Regions from separate parts of the Anas platyrhynchos genome. Here region 2 is linked to region 1. Evidence: chromatin contacts called from public Hi-C data. All regions are on one chromosome and are shown on one strand. Each heading gives the region's core, a stretch centred on a gene start, on an enhancer-like site or on the middle of the called end of the contact. The rest is flanking DNA. Distances are from core to core; before and after follow the strand shown.

What was found. A called contact is a pair of places that touch in the nucleus more often than the background predicts.
Region 2: a Hi-C map of skeletal muscle shows a contact between it and region 1, with 2.1 times the contacts expected there. The contact joins the promoter of ACTL6A here to the enhancer-like site in region 1. A contact is called at or near these places in 4 of 8 Hi-C or Micro-C datasets (liver, skeletal muscle and subcutaneous adipose tissue).

Annotation. Positions count from the first base shown.
Region 1 is chr9:7,483,338-7,489,188 of IASCAAS_PekinDuck_T2T, forward strand. It overlaps GNB4 (G protein subunit beta 4), which reads right to left. Exons shown (of 10, transcript XM_027464244.3): 10 at 2,745-5,851. It overlaps MFN1 (mitofusin 1), which reads left to right. Exons shown (of 18, transcript XM_027464235.3): 18 at 558-2,124. The coding sequence ends at 627. Among named protein-coding and RNA genes, the nearest start is that of MFN1, 24 kb to the left of the region's middle. Within about 2 kb of position 3,919, at least 3 of the 8 cell types and tissues checked have an H3K27ac peak or open chromatin away from gene starts, as enhancers often do.
Region 2 is chr9:7,550,727-7,556,830 of IASCAAS_PekinDuck_T2T, forward strand. It overlaps ACTL6A (actin like 6A), which reads left to right and starts at 3,769. Exons shown (of 14, transcript XM_027464519.3): 1 at 3,769-3,910; 2 at 4,520-4,596; 3 at 4,782-4,956; 4 at 5,540-5,640. The coding sequence starts at 3,886.

The DNA.
Region 1 (5,851 bases), core at 2,669-5,168:
AACCCTTCCCATAGGAGCAGCCACACTGCACCGAGCCATTCCGTTCAGTACCGTTTTTCTTTTATTACCAGCAGCAGGTGTTTACAGAGCAGAATTTCCAGCAGTGAGTGGTTCAGGGACTCAGGAGCAGCCTCTCTCTTAGTCTCATGTTTTCTCCCTGCTGTAACCTGCCCCTGCTGCGGGCTGCCCCTTGGAGCTCGGGCACTGACGAGCTCGATCAGATCAATGCCCAGCACTGCAAGAACAGCCTGAGGGGGTGGTGTGAGGAGCAGTGCTGAGCGCCTGCCTAACGCTGCAGAACCTCTCCTAAGTTAAATGCTGAGGGTGGGAAAGGTCCCGGTACCAGGGTGGTCCTGAGGAGACCTGGGGGAAGAAGCAACCCCCTGGCAGACAGCTGCTGGCCTTCCGCTGCCTGGCCTGGTGCTGCATTTGCAACATTCAGGGCTCTGACCAGGTTTTCTCAGCACTGTGGGTTTGCGAAATAGAAATCAAACACTTGATGTGTCTTGTGGTGGTGCTGCACTGAAGTCAATTCACTGCTTTTGTTTGTTTTACAGAAACAAAGCCATTCACCTTGAGAATGAACTAGATCGCTTTACAAAACACTTTCTTCAAAAGAGTAAATAAAATATCATTGGTAACTTTCCCGGTGATCCTTTGTAGGACAAAGTAGAAATTTTACAGATGACACTTCTCTGTGGAGTTGCATGAAATGATTATATTTTTAATGTTACTTTGATTACACTTAATAATTATAAAACTGGTTTTGAACTCTGATGGTGAACCAAACTTAAGAGCTGTGGGACTTAGAGTGTTATGTTTGTTTTTGCTGATTTTGGGTTAAGAATTATCCTTAAACACTAAATTTCTTTGGGCACTTGACGATAAAAACTCATATCCCTTTTGGTTTTCATTAATATTTAGCAGTGGCACTCACTTCCTGGCATCCAGGAGGAGTTTATGCAGGGAGAAAAGACTTAACACTGTTATCACCGTCTCCTGTTACCAGTTGACGAGGAATAGCCAGGGAGGAAGGATGCTGCTCTTTCACTTACGGTTGTTTTGTTTTTGTGTTCTATTGAAGGGAAGTACAAAGTCTAGCATGGGGAAAGGACTCTTGACTGTTCTAAAAGTGAGTGAAATTTTGTCGTGAAGCAGTTCCTCTTTGAATGGAAATGAAAGATGCTAAACTGTACAGCAGTCACTAATGAGATGCAGTGGCCTCCAGTTGCCCTGCTGGCTACTGCGTGTAGGTAAGGTGGCATTGATGAAGTTGGTGAAGGGGTGGAAGGGTCACTTGCCTCTGAGAGCACTACTGGAACCCGTGTGCAGGTGAGCTGCAGGTCAGTGGTGGCAGCACCATGCAGAGGTAGCGCAGCCAGGGGCGTGTTGGGCACAGCGCAGATGGAGGCTGCACTTGACAGTTTTTGCTCATGTGGGGTCCTGAACAGCTCCTTGGCGCTGCCATAGGGCAGAGGTCTTCGAGGTGAGACCTATGACAGGTACGTTTGAGTGGTTTTACCATTGCTCACCCCCAGCAGTGCAAAGCCTCTTAAAATTGCTGCTGCCATTGGCAATCACTTAACACCTTCATTTTTTCTAACCAGACTTTTTAAAAATAACTTATTTTGAAAGAGAAAGCCTTTTCAGAATATTTATATATTTTTATGGAAGTATTAATGTGACTAAATGAAATACTTGCAAATGAATAATAGCAATTCAAAACTAAGAGGTAGAGATTTGTTATTTTCCAGTAAAAAGGGCTATCCTAAAAGGAAATACATTTTAAAAGCTAATGCTAGAGAGGTAGGTTATTAGTAATTTGAAGACTAAGAGCACTGTTTCCACCATGATGTATTGTGGTGTGTGTTTTTGACTGTGCTAGCAGAAGCATGGCTGTTCTGAAACTGTCTTTAGCAGTATGCATGAAGTGTCTCAGGTTCTCTGAGGGAAATAATTGTGAAATATGAAAATGATTAACAGCCCAGCCCTCTTGTATATGAGGTTACACATATGTATTAATTCTCTTTTCTGGAGCATTTTTTTAACGGACATTGTATGAAGATAAAACTTTAAATGCATGTGTTCTATAATTATTTATTAAAAAAATATTGTCTCCCCTTTGCTTTAGTAAAATTATTTGACAGCTGTCGCAAATATGAAAATTCATGCCACTGTTCCCATGTGTACACTCTAGGACAAAACCTGTAACTTTTGAGGTTGAGTTTTATGTGTGTGTGTTTTTTTGTTTGTTTCCTCCAGCAGACTAGCAAGCTGTGCACTGTATTTGGGGTTTGGAGAAAGTAATTAGCGCTACAGACTTGACAAAATGCAGAACCGGGAAATGGCTGCTCCTTAAGAGAGCAGTGCTATGTAACACGAATGCTGATATTAAGAATAAGTGTTGTAAAGCCTAGTTTTTCCACTCCAGGACTGGTGGCTAACTTCCAGCTCCCTTTATTGTAGTATTTGCAGGCCCTTCAGTTTATTCAGCCTCTTTTTTAGGCTGAAAAAAAAAAAGCCACAGTCCTTTGAGGGGAAAAAAATCACCTTAATCATTTGTTCATAAGGGCAAATTACTTACTTGCATAACATTGTGCTGTTCAACATTCACATGTAACAGGCTCACCAAAAGTAAGAGCAGTTGATGTTGTTGCTCTCTCCACTTCAGAGCCACTGCCAGGATCTTGATTTTTAGGACAGGTGAGAATTGCCATTAAATAAAGCATTCGCCTGTGAGACGGTCTGGTTAAAAGCACTTGTTTATTGGTTACAATATCAACTCATGGCAACATCTTTCACTGAGCCACTGTACAAATACAAAGAAAAGATCCATTGTGGAAAAAAAAAAAGCTATAAACAGAGTTCATAGCAAGTGATTTTTTTTCACAGGGAAGTCTTTTTACAACAGCACTGTTAAAGAACAAATGGCACAAGTCCCTGGTTTTTTGAATAGCTTAAATAAAAGCTTTAAGACTGTTTCTGTATACATACACGATCCAAAGGCAGTGCAGAATCACTTCATAATTGGTAACATTACTGAAGTTTTCCAAAGTAGTCAGCAACAAGTAAAAAAAAACAAAAAAACAAAAAAACAAAACCTAGCTGATGAGAAATGCTGGAAACTAAAGGCAAATTAAAATCAAGCATGATTAGAAGCATTTTTTTTTCATTTTGGACTCCTTTGGATGTAATATGTACTACAAGTGTTCAGATGCTTTTATTTTTTAAGAGAAAAAAAGGAGAAAAACACAAATAGAGCACCATTGTGTAAGTAAAACAAAGGCTTGAAATATCTAAGACTATTCCACCGAAGTCCATATTAGTTAAACCTAAACATACTGTGTGGTATAAGAATGTCAGGCACATGTAATCTGTTATCAGTTATATCAATTAGTAACACTGTTCACACATTTACCATAACAACACTGCATTAACATTCTGCATGTATTTTACATAACCAGCAATTGGATAAAAAGGCTTGTGGTGCCTCTGAAGTGTAGGAAGTAGTTTACCAGCATGCATGCCAGATTACTGTATACAAAGTGCACCATCAACCCATGCTTAATTACTTTTACAGGAAATGCTATCTCAAAAATCAGTCATTCTGCTACACAACCATTTATACCAACTATTTGAATTAGCCAATACTTATTCTCACCAACATCTTAAAGCACAGCACTAAACCTAGTGGAGGTGACAGTGTCCTCAAAGAGGAAAGACTAAGCACGCCTGGAATGTTTTCACAATGTTTTCATTCCACCTTAAAGTAACGTGAACTTCATCGTGGGACACGCGGTTACACTAACTGAAGAGTTAACTAGTTCCAATCCATGCATTACAGTAAGCACACGAGGACCAGCTGGTACAGCGAGTCAGCTTTGCCAAGTCAAGGTCAGGCCCTCCTTAGGCTGGGGAAAAGCCTATCGAATCCACGTTCCATGTCAAATGGTCTATATCGGTGTCACCTTAGGAACTATCGGTTCTGCCAGATACCGTGCGTATCTGCAATTTAGCGAGGCAGATGATAGCAACGCTTGGAAGAAAAAAGGTCTGGAGACAGATGGAAACAGGCCCACATTACAGTAGTAAGTGAGTGTACATCAGCAAGATGCCATGTGTAAAAGCTTTCTGTGGTTTCCAGAATCTCAACCGGTAACATCCCACCAATAAATAGATGTCTGACTTACGTGACAACAAGCCCAAGTTGGGTGCGTGCCTAATTAGTATTCTCTGTTGCAAAGTTAAATCAACATTAGAATATGCCAACAAAAAATAACTGTACCTGAACAAAATCAATCCTGCTACACAAAGCACAGAGTTCCACTTCCAAGCCATAACCAATAGACTTAGATAGAAGAGAGGCTGGGAACAAGTTACTTTGCTACCAACTGTTTGGCACAATGGTCTCAGTCACTACATTTCTGTAATTACACAAGGTATTTGAAATCCAGATAATGATGCAGTTTGGCACCAAACTTTTACAGCCTAAGATGTACCCACAAGTGCTGCAAAATCTGTTGTACATCAAGTTCGCTGTCATGGCTGCGGTTAGAAATGGCACAAGCTGCACTCGTGAGCTTACGTTAAACTACAGGCATGTATATACCATCTTCTGTGAGATGCAAAGCTCAGAATTACATCTTTTAAGTAAAACCTACAAGGGGCCATTTTCTTAACTTCCTCACGTTAGAGGGAGTTTGAGCTTTTACCATTAAGCCACATCTATTTCAGGGAGTGCATCCACCTTACAAGTTCCCCAATGATAACCATTTAAAAACAGGAAATACCACAGCTTGTGCAAGGTCACTATTTGGCCTCATACAGTAACAGTGTGTTACACCAAGCCTGGAGGCTTTTTGTTTCAGTAAAGTTCTAAATGATGTAATTAAACAGCAAACATCACCTTGGCAGGATCTATCACAAGCGCTCTACAAGTTCCCAAGCAGCATCCCAGATCCCGTTTCCACAGCTGTGCTGAGGCTTCTTCCACCCTTCCTTGTGCGCCAATACAAGAGGCACCTCGGGACCTGCAGCACTACAGAAACCGGTTAACCAAACAGCAAAAGCTGGCAGATATTTATATGATGCTTTTGGAAACCTCATTAGCAAGGGGTTGGCATTCCTCATCAGCTATTTTAAAAGCAGCTGAATCCAACAGACAATTCATCAGACACCGATAGTGAACTTATTTGCAGTAATACCTGTACAAGAGCCATTACCGTGTTTACAGTCTACCCAAACTTTTAAGAAAAGTTATATACATCTGTAAAATTGGGCTTGGAGCTTCACAAGTAGAAACTAGTTCTAACACCTGAATGTAAAAATGGCACCTGTCTTGGCAACAGTGTTGACTAGGAAATTGGTTCAAAACACACTTCTATGGAAAACACTTTTTTTAGAAAAAGAATATTTTCTTAAAATTCCATAGTAACAAGTTTTCAGAATTCACTCAAGGCAGCTGTGAGTAAAAAAATAAAATAATAATAATAATTAAATGCACCACTAAAAATTAAACCAAATCTGCATGATCCCAAAGAGATGCTCACTTAAAAGAGGAACAAGTATCTGCAATAGTTCTGTTAATGCAGACAGATCATAAAGCAAAATGCTGAGGAATTCCTGTGACATATAATATAGTGTGATTTTGGTCCTACACCACAATCTGCTGTTAGTAAATGTACACTTTCTCAGCACAAGATGTGCTTTTTTTCTTTTTAATTTATTTTTAAGTGAATTTACTGTGATTGGTACATTTATTGGCACCTTCACCATTACAGACATGGCAAGTTTACAGGCACAGTTTGGAAGTACTGAAATTTAGGATTACAAACGTCAGAAGCTTGACAAA
Region 2 (6,104 bases), core at 2,519-5,018, 67 kb after region 1:
GACACAAAGATCTGCTGTTTACCAGCCTGAGCTGGCTACTCAATTTTAAGTAGCTTTGTTTGTGCAGATGAGATGTACTAAGCCAGCTCAGGTTTGGCCCAGCTGCCAAGCTAATAAGCCCTGCAAGAATCCAAAGTGAATATAGACCAAGTGCTAAGCCTGAAACAGAGAGTGCTGCCAGATCTGAGCCAAATGAGACATCCATACACAAGGGACTCATTTGAGAAAGGCAATACAGGTACAATTAAGTTGGTTCTGGCTGGAACTGGCTTAGCACAGCAGACCTTTTATCTCAGGACCAGTTCCAGGCAAGTGTTGCTTCACATTTAAGCTGTCTCTGTGAATTTGTACCATGCTGAGAACAAGGAAAGAGTCTTCCAGTTTGGTGAAGAATAAAGCAGCACTAATACTATTATTTTTTCCTCTATTCTCCAGTGCATCTTAGCTCCTATTATTCCAGCCAAAATCAGATGGCATCTTAGCATGCTTTTTTTTTTTTTCTTCCGAACCCTTTCCCCTCAAAAAAACATTGTCAGGCCATCTATCAGTGATGGAAAGTTAACGGTACACTAACAGCAAGCACCGCCAACCTTTTCCTTCAATCACGTCCTACAGTGAGAGTGAGTCAGAAGTCTTTTTTTGCAAACAAACAAGTTGGACACACCAGCTCCAAAAGAGCTAGGACATACATGTGTATTCCTGTGACTCCCTTACTGGAGTTAACAGACTTCAGACATAGCTCCTCTCCTTAGTATTTTCAACTGTTAAGCCCAAAGATCCAGTACAGTGGCTATGCTCTCACAGTTTTTAAGTGTCTGTCTGTGGTACATTTTATATGAAACGTAACTCAGTGCTTGGATTCCAGTCTCAGGTAAGAACCTAAAAGGTGAAGTGTGGCAAAGATGAGGCAAGTTAGTTAGACATAGCATTTAGTTTGTGTCCTAACTCTTTCTCTGCAGGAGGATGATAGCATGTTTATTCTCATACTTCCCTTCCTTACAGGGATGTTGATAAAACTAACAAAGTACCCAAATACTTCAGCAACAAAAGCGGAAAGTTAAGAGGTCACACAAAGTTCTTGAGTGAATGAGTATTAACAATTGTTTTGCTTTTTCATATACAGATACTTTTTTAGCTCACATAAACATTTAAGACCTCTTCAGAAAACAAGAAAAATAAAACCTTTAACATGCATTTTGCAATCAACAAAGAAGGACAGACATTATGAATAAACCATGGTCACAGCCAGTTTGCTGCCACAATCTGAAAGTTGGCACTGCAGTTTGGGAGATTCACCATCAGTTGTATGGTACTGCTCAAAACCATCAGCAACCCACTGGGGAAATACAGCTTGTTGAGAAACAAAATATCATTCTGTTCAGTTTTGGCTTCATGTATACATCACTATCTACATTGCTTTATACATGGTGAATATGTGGTGAATGCACTTACTTGAAACAATTACATCTAAATGAAGTTTTAAAGCACTCTGGGCATTAACCAGGAAGTTCCACGTTCTCCTGACTACCACTGATAAAATTAACTTTTGCTTCCTAGTAAGTATCAACATTTGGTGCCTTAATTCATGCCTGACTTTTAAAACGATTCTTCCATTTATTCCTGATGACAATTTATGTTAACGTCCAACTCTAGAGTTATTAAATTGGTCACGTACAGTAAATCAGTAAATTTTGTGAGGCTATCCACACTGCTGTAAAGTAGATGCAAAGTCACATAAAATGTTATCAAAACAGAGTGATGATGGTCTGCACACTTTTCACTGATGTAAATTCCTATAAAAATGCAAGACAGCAAAAAGAAAGACCAAGGCAGTTGACAGCCTAAATTTCCATCCCCAGATTCTCTGGGCTTCTTGTAAACAGACTTGGCTTTTCTTTTGGCTCTGTACACAGATTTATGCTTATCAAAACCTGAGGCTTTTAGATACCAATGTGATGTCCAGTGTGTATTACATTGCAATTCCTACCATTGGTCCTGAGCAGCCACTGGAGCAGGAAGGATTAGTCAAGCACAGGAATGTCCTCTTTCCATGCCTCATGCAGGCACGCACCGCTTTACTCCATCACACATGTTCTGCTGGCATCACTGGGAATTCTTCTGTTTTGAACACTATAGAAAAATAAAGCAGCACAAGATTGTCTTTGTTTCTGGCATGCTGATGAATCATAAGCAGCTGTTGTGGAGAAAGCAAGATCTGGTCGAAAGTGTCAATTACTGTATGAATATGAGGAACCATTACTACAACAAAACCTAAGTCCAAGTACAAGCTAAATGAAGGTCCTCTGGAATTCTAATTCCAAATTTTCTGAACTGCTTTTCTCAACTGCAACTAACTCCTCCTTCTCAGACAACTCTGCCTTGAGTATTAGTGTCACATACTGGAAATCATGATAACACATTAACATTAAAAGTTTTCATAACACAAAATCAACGTGCACTGACTTCATGTGGTAGTGAAAAAGCAAGATTTGTATTTATTCTCTTAATACTAGCATCTGTACTTTGTAGTTTTACTGTATTATAACTTATGTAAAAACTACAAATTTCTTAATTGCAAGATAGAATTATGAAGTTTTCATTCAAGAAAGAGAATCAGACTGTGTCAAATTAAACTCCTTACCCTTGAGAGCTAATATGTCCAACCACATCCTGACATTCCCATAACCATGCTTAAAATAAAACCACCCAACTGGTTGTCCATTCTTCTTTGATTTCACTATTCTTCTGTGCTTTGGTCCAGGCCAAAACTCAAGGGAAGACTGCTGGTGATCAGTTTAACTTCAATTGCAGTATCTTCGGAGCTGGAGTCCAAACGCACACACCTAGTCTGCTCCTCTCCTTCACTGGTATAACATTTGTTGAAACTTCTTATACTTGTTGTAGTCCTGGTTCTACTCGCAACAGTTTTACAGAAACTCCTGAATAAAACTACTGGGTGCACCAAACATTAATTCTCTCTCTCTTCTTACTTCACTGATTAAACTCAGTGTAAATAAAGATATAATTGAAACTAGGTCACAATTTAGAAACAAAGCTTTGTAGGAAGCACTGAAATACCTACAGACATGAGATGAGGTGAGACTGCTAGCAATAATTTTTGTCCTGAGGTCGCTGACATGCAAAGGAGTGTCCTGAGAGGAAAGGGAACAACGTAAGGCTGGGCTACCAAGAGACACCTGATGTAAGAAACAAACCCACATTTATTTTATTCTCAGTGGGGGCACCCAACGGAGAGGCACAGGAACGATTTGATGAAGGAACTTGAGGGAGTGTTCTGAAGTTGTGCCAGAGGAGGCTCAGCTTGGAAATGAGGAGACATTTCTTCTCAGAAGGAGCAGCCAGGCGTTGGGACGGGTTGCCTAGGGAGGTGGCGGTGTCACCGTCCCTGGGGGTGTTCAAGGTTGGACGTGGTGCTTAGTGATGCGGTACAGTGGGTGACTTTGGTTGGACCAGATGATCTTGGAGATCTTTTCCCACCTTAACGATTCTGTGTTTAATGATTTAATGATTCTACGACTGCGTGAAGGGCTAGCTGCAGCACCCATTTCGCCTCTCCACAGCCAGCCCGCCCCAGCCAAGCCCCCCACCCGCCATCCGCCCCCTCACACAGCAACGCCCCCTCAGCACCCCCCACCCCTCCCTCCCCTCACGCACCGCCCTCCCCTTCCCTCCCTTCCCCTCCTCATGATTGGCTATCCTCCACCTAAACCCCTCCTTCCCCCTCCTCCGATTGGCCAGATAGCGGGGCCGTTGGGCAGGGCGGGCGGGAGCTGCGCTGCCATTGGCCGGCGGGGCGCGGGCCCGGGGCGCTTTTGTTGCCGGGCGGCGCGGTGAGGCGAGGCGCGGCGGGGCCCAGCGGCAGCCATGAGCGGCGGCGTGTACGGGGGCGGTGAGTCCCGGCCCCCCCCCTCATCCCCCGGCCCGGCGCCCCCCTCAGGCCGCCCCCGCCGCTCCCTCAGGGGGCCGCGGCCCGGCCCGAGCCCTCTCGACTCCCTCTTCGCTGCTTCCTGAGGCAGAAGAGGCGGCCCCGGGGGTTTTGGGGTGTTTTGGGGTATTTTGGGGTGTTTTGGGGTGTGTGGGGCGCCCCGCTGGGGGCCCAAGGGAGCCCTGAGGGTGGTTGCGGGCCCTGTTCCGCGGTCCTGGCCGGCCCCCGGGGTGCGAGCTGTCCGCCTCGCCGTGCCGAGAGGGCGAGGGCTGCGTGTGGTGCTGTGTTGGGGTGGCACTGTGCCCCCTTCTCCTAAAATCACCCTCCTTTTTATATATGGTTGAGGTGTAGCGCTGTCCCGGCTCCAGCCTGTCCTCACCCCAATTAAAGTCGCTCAGCATCCTTCAGCTGCCTGTCCCGTGTCTCCAGTACAGAACTTGTGCTGTGCCTCTGGAAAGATGCTTCAGCTCGCTTCGCTTTTCTTGCAAGCAAAACAGGGCAGGGAAAACTCAAGGCAGGACTGTGGTGGGGTGCAATAACCATTCACTGCCTCTTCATTGATGGTCTTTTCAGATGAAGTCGGCGCTCTTGTTTTTGACATTGGCTCATACACGGTGAGAGCAGGCTATGCAGGCGAGGACTGTCCAAAGGTGAGGAGCTGCGTGGCTCAGCCGAGGCATAACACTGACTTAGAACTTCATTATTAATTATGAGTTTTCAGAATTTATGTATATATTCTTACTGTATTCAATAAGTTAAACTCTGAATTCTGTTAGTAAAAAATCCAAGCAGAACATGACACATTTTCATACCTGGCTTACCTTTTGCGTTGCAGGTTGACTTTCCAACAGCGATTGGTGTGGTGCTGGAAAGGGACAATGGCAGCACGCTGATGGAGATAGATGGTGACAAGGGCAAACAAGGGGGCCCGACTTACTACATAGACACCAATGCCCTGAGAGTTCCAAGGGAAAATATGGAGGCCATTTCACCTTTAAAAAATGGAATGAGTATGGTGCTCTGTCTTATTCTATCTGTTTTAGAAGTTGCATTGCTAGGCTGCAGGAAGTCATAGCTTTCACGTACACATATGCTAACTTTTTTTTTTTTAATCTTGGGTTTAGAGAACAGGACCATAAAGAAACGGATCTGCTTTCATTAAGGAAATTCTAATATCATACTGAGCGTTTTCCTGTCTTAAGAGAAAACTTGTAGAGTTCTTCTTAGGTTTTGGTTTAGACACTTTCTTTGATAAATGGCAATCTTTGGAGATACATCTTAAGCTTATTTCTGTAACGTGTGAACAGAGTCTATAGGCCATAAGAACAGATACTGGATTTACAAAATAAAGTGCAGGTGGTTTGTTGTGTTGGTGGACTTCTATCATAACTCTGAATTTCAATCATAATGCTCAGAGAGGAAGAGAATTCTGCAAAGCAGAAGGTGCTACAGGAGGTGTAGGTCTACTGAGGACAGATTTTGACTGAAGAGCTCTATGCAAAAAAAAAAAAAGGCATCAGGAAACCTCTGTGTATTTATGAAGTGGATCGGAACTTAGAAGTAACTAATCTGCTTACTTCAATGTCATTACAGTTGAAGACTGGGATAGTTTCCAGGCAATTTTGGATCACACTTACAAGATGCATATTAAATCTGAAGCAAGTCTGCATCCTGTCCTTATGTCTGAAGCACCAGTGAGTAAAAGCAGCTTTGCATTTTGAGAAGTTTTACCTGTATCTTCTTGCTGAATCTATAAACGTTAGTCTTGGAGAAATCTGATACTGGCTGGTAGCTTTGAAGTGTTAAAATTCAATTACAGAAGCAACAAATTTAAAAATACTTTGCAGGTTCTGGGAAATAATTGCATTACTAAAAATGCTGTAAGAAGACAACAATTTGAAATAGTTGGCGTGAGTTAGAAAGTACTTTCAATGCACTACTATTTTTCAATAATTAAAAAAATTAAAAGTCTTAGTTTACTGACTAAAGTAAAAGCAAAAAGATGTGTGGATGTCTTATGTTGTACTTGACACTTAATAAAAACTTGTCAGGGCATTCAGTCTTCTATCTAGTACTTATTATACGACAGAGAATACATACGTAGAGTGGAGAAGTTTTATTTTTTTTGTCTTCCTTTCTGCAAACGGTTGTGTAGGGT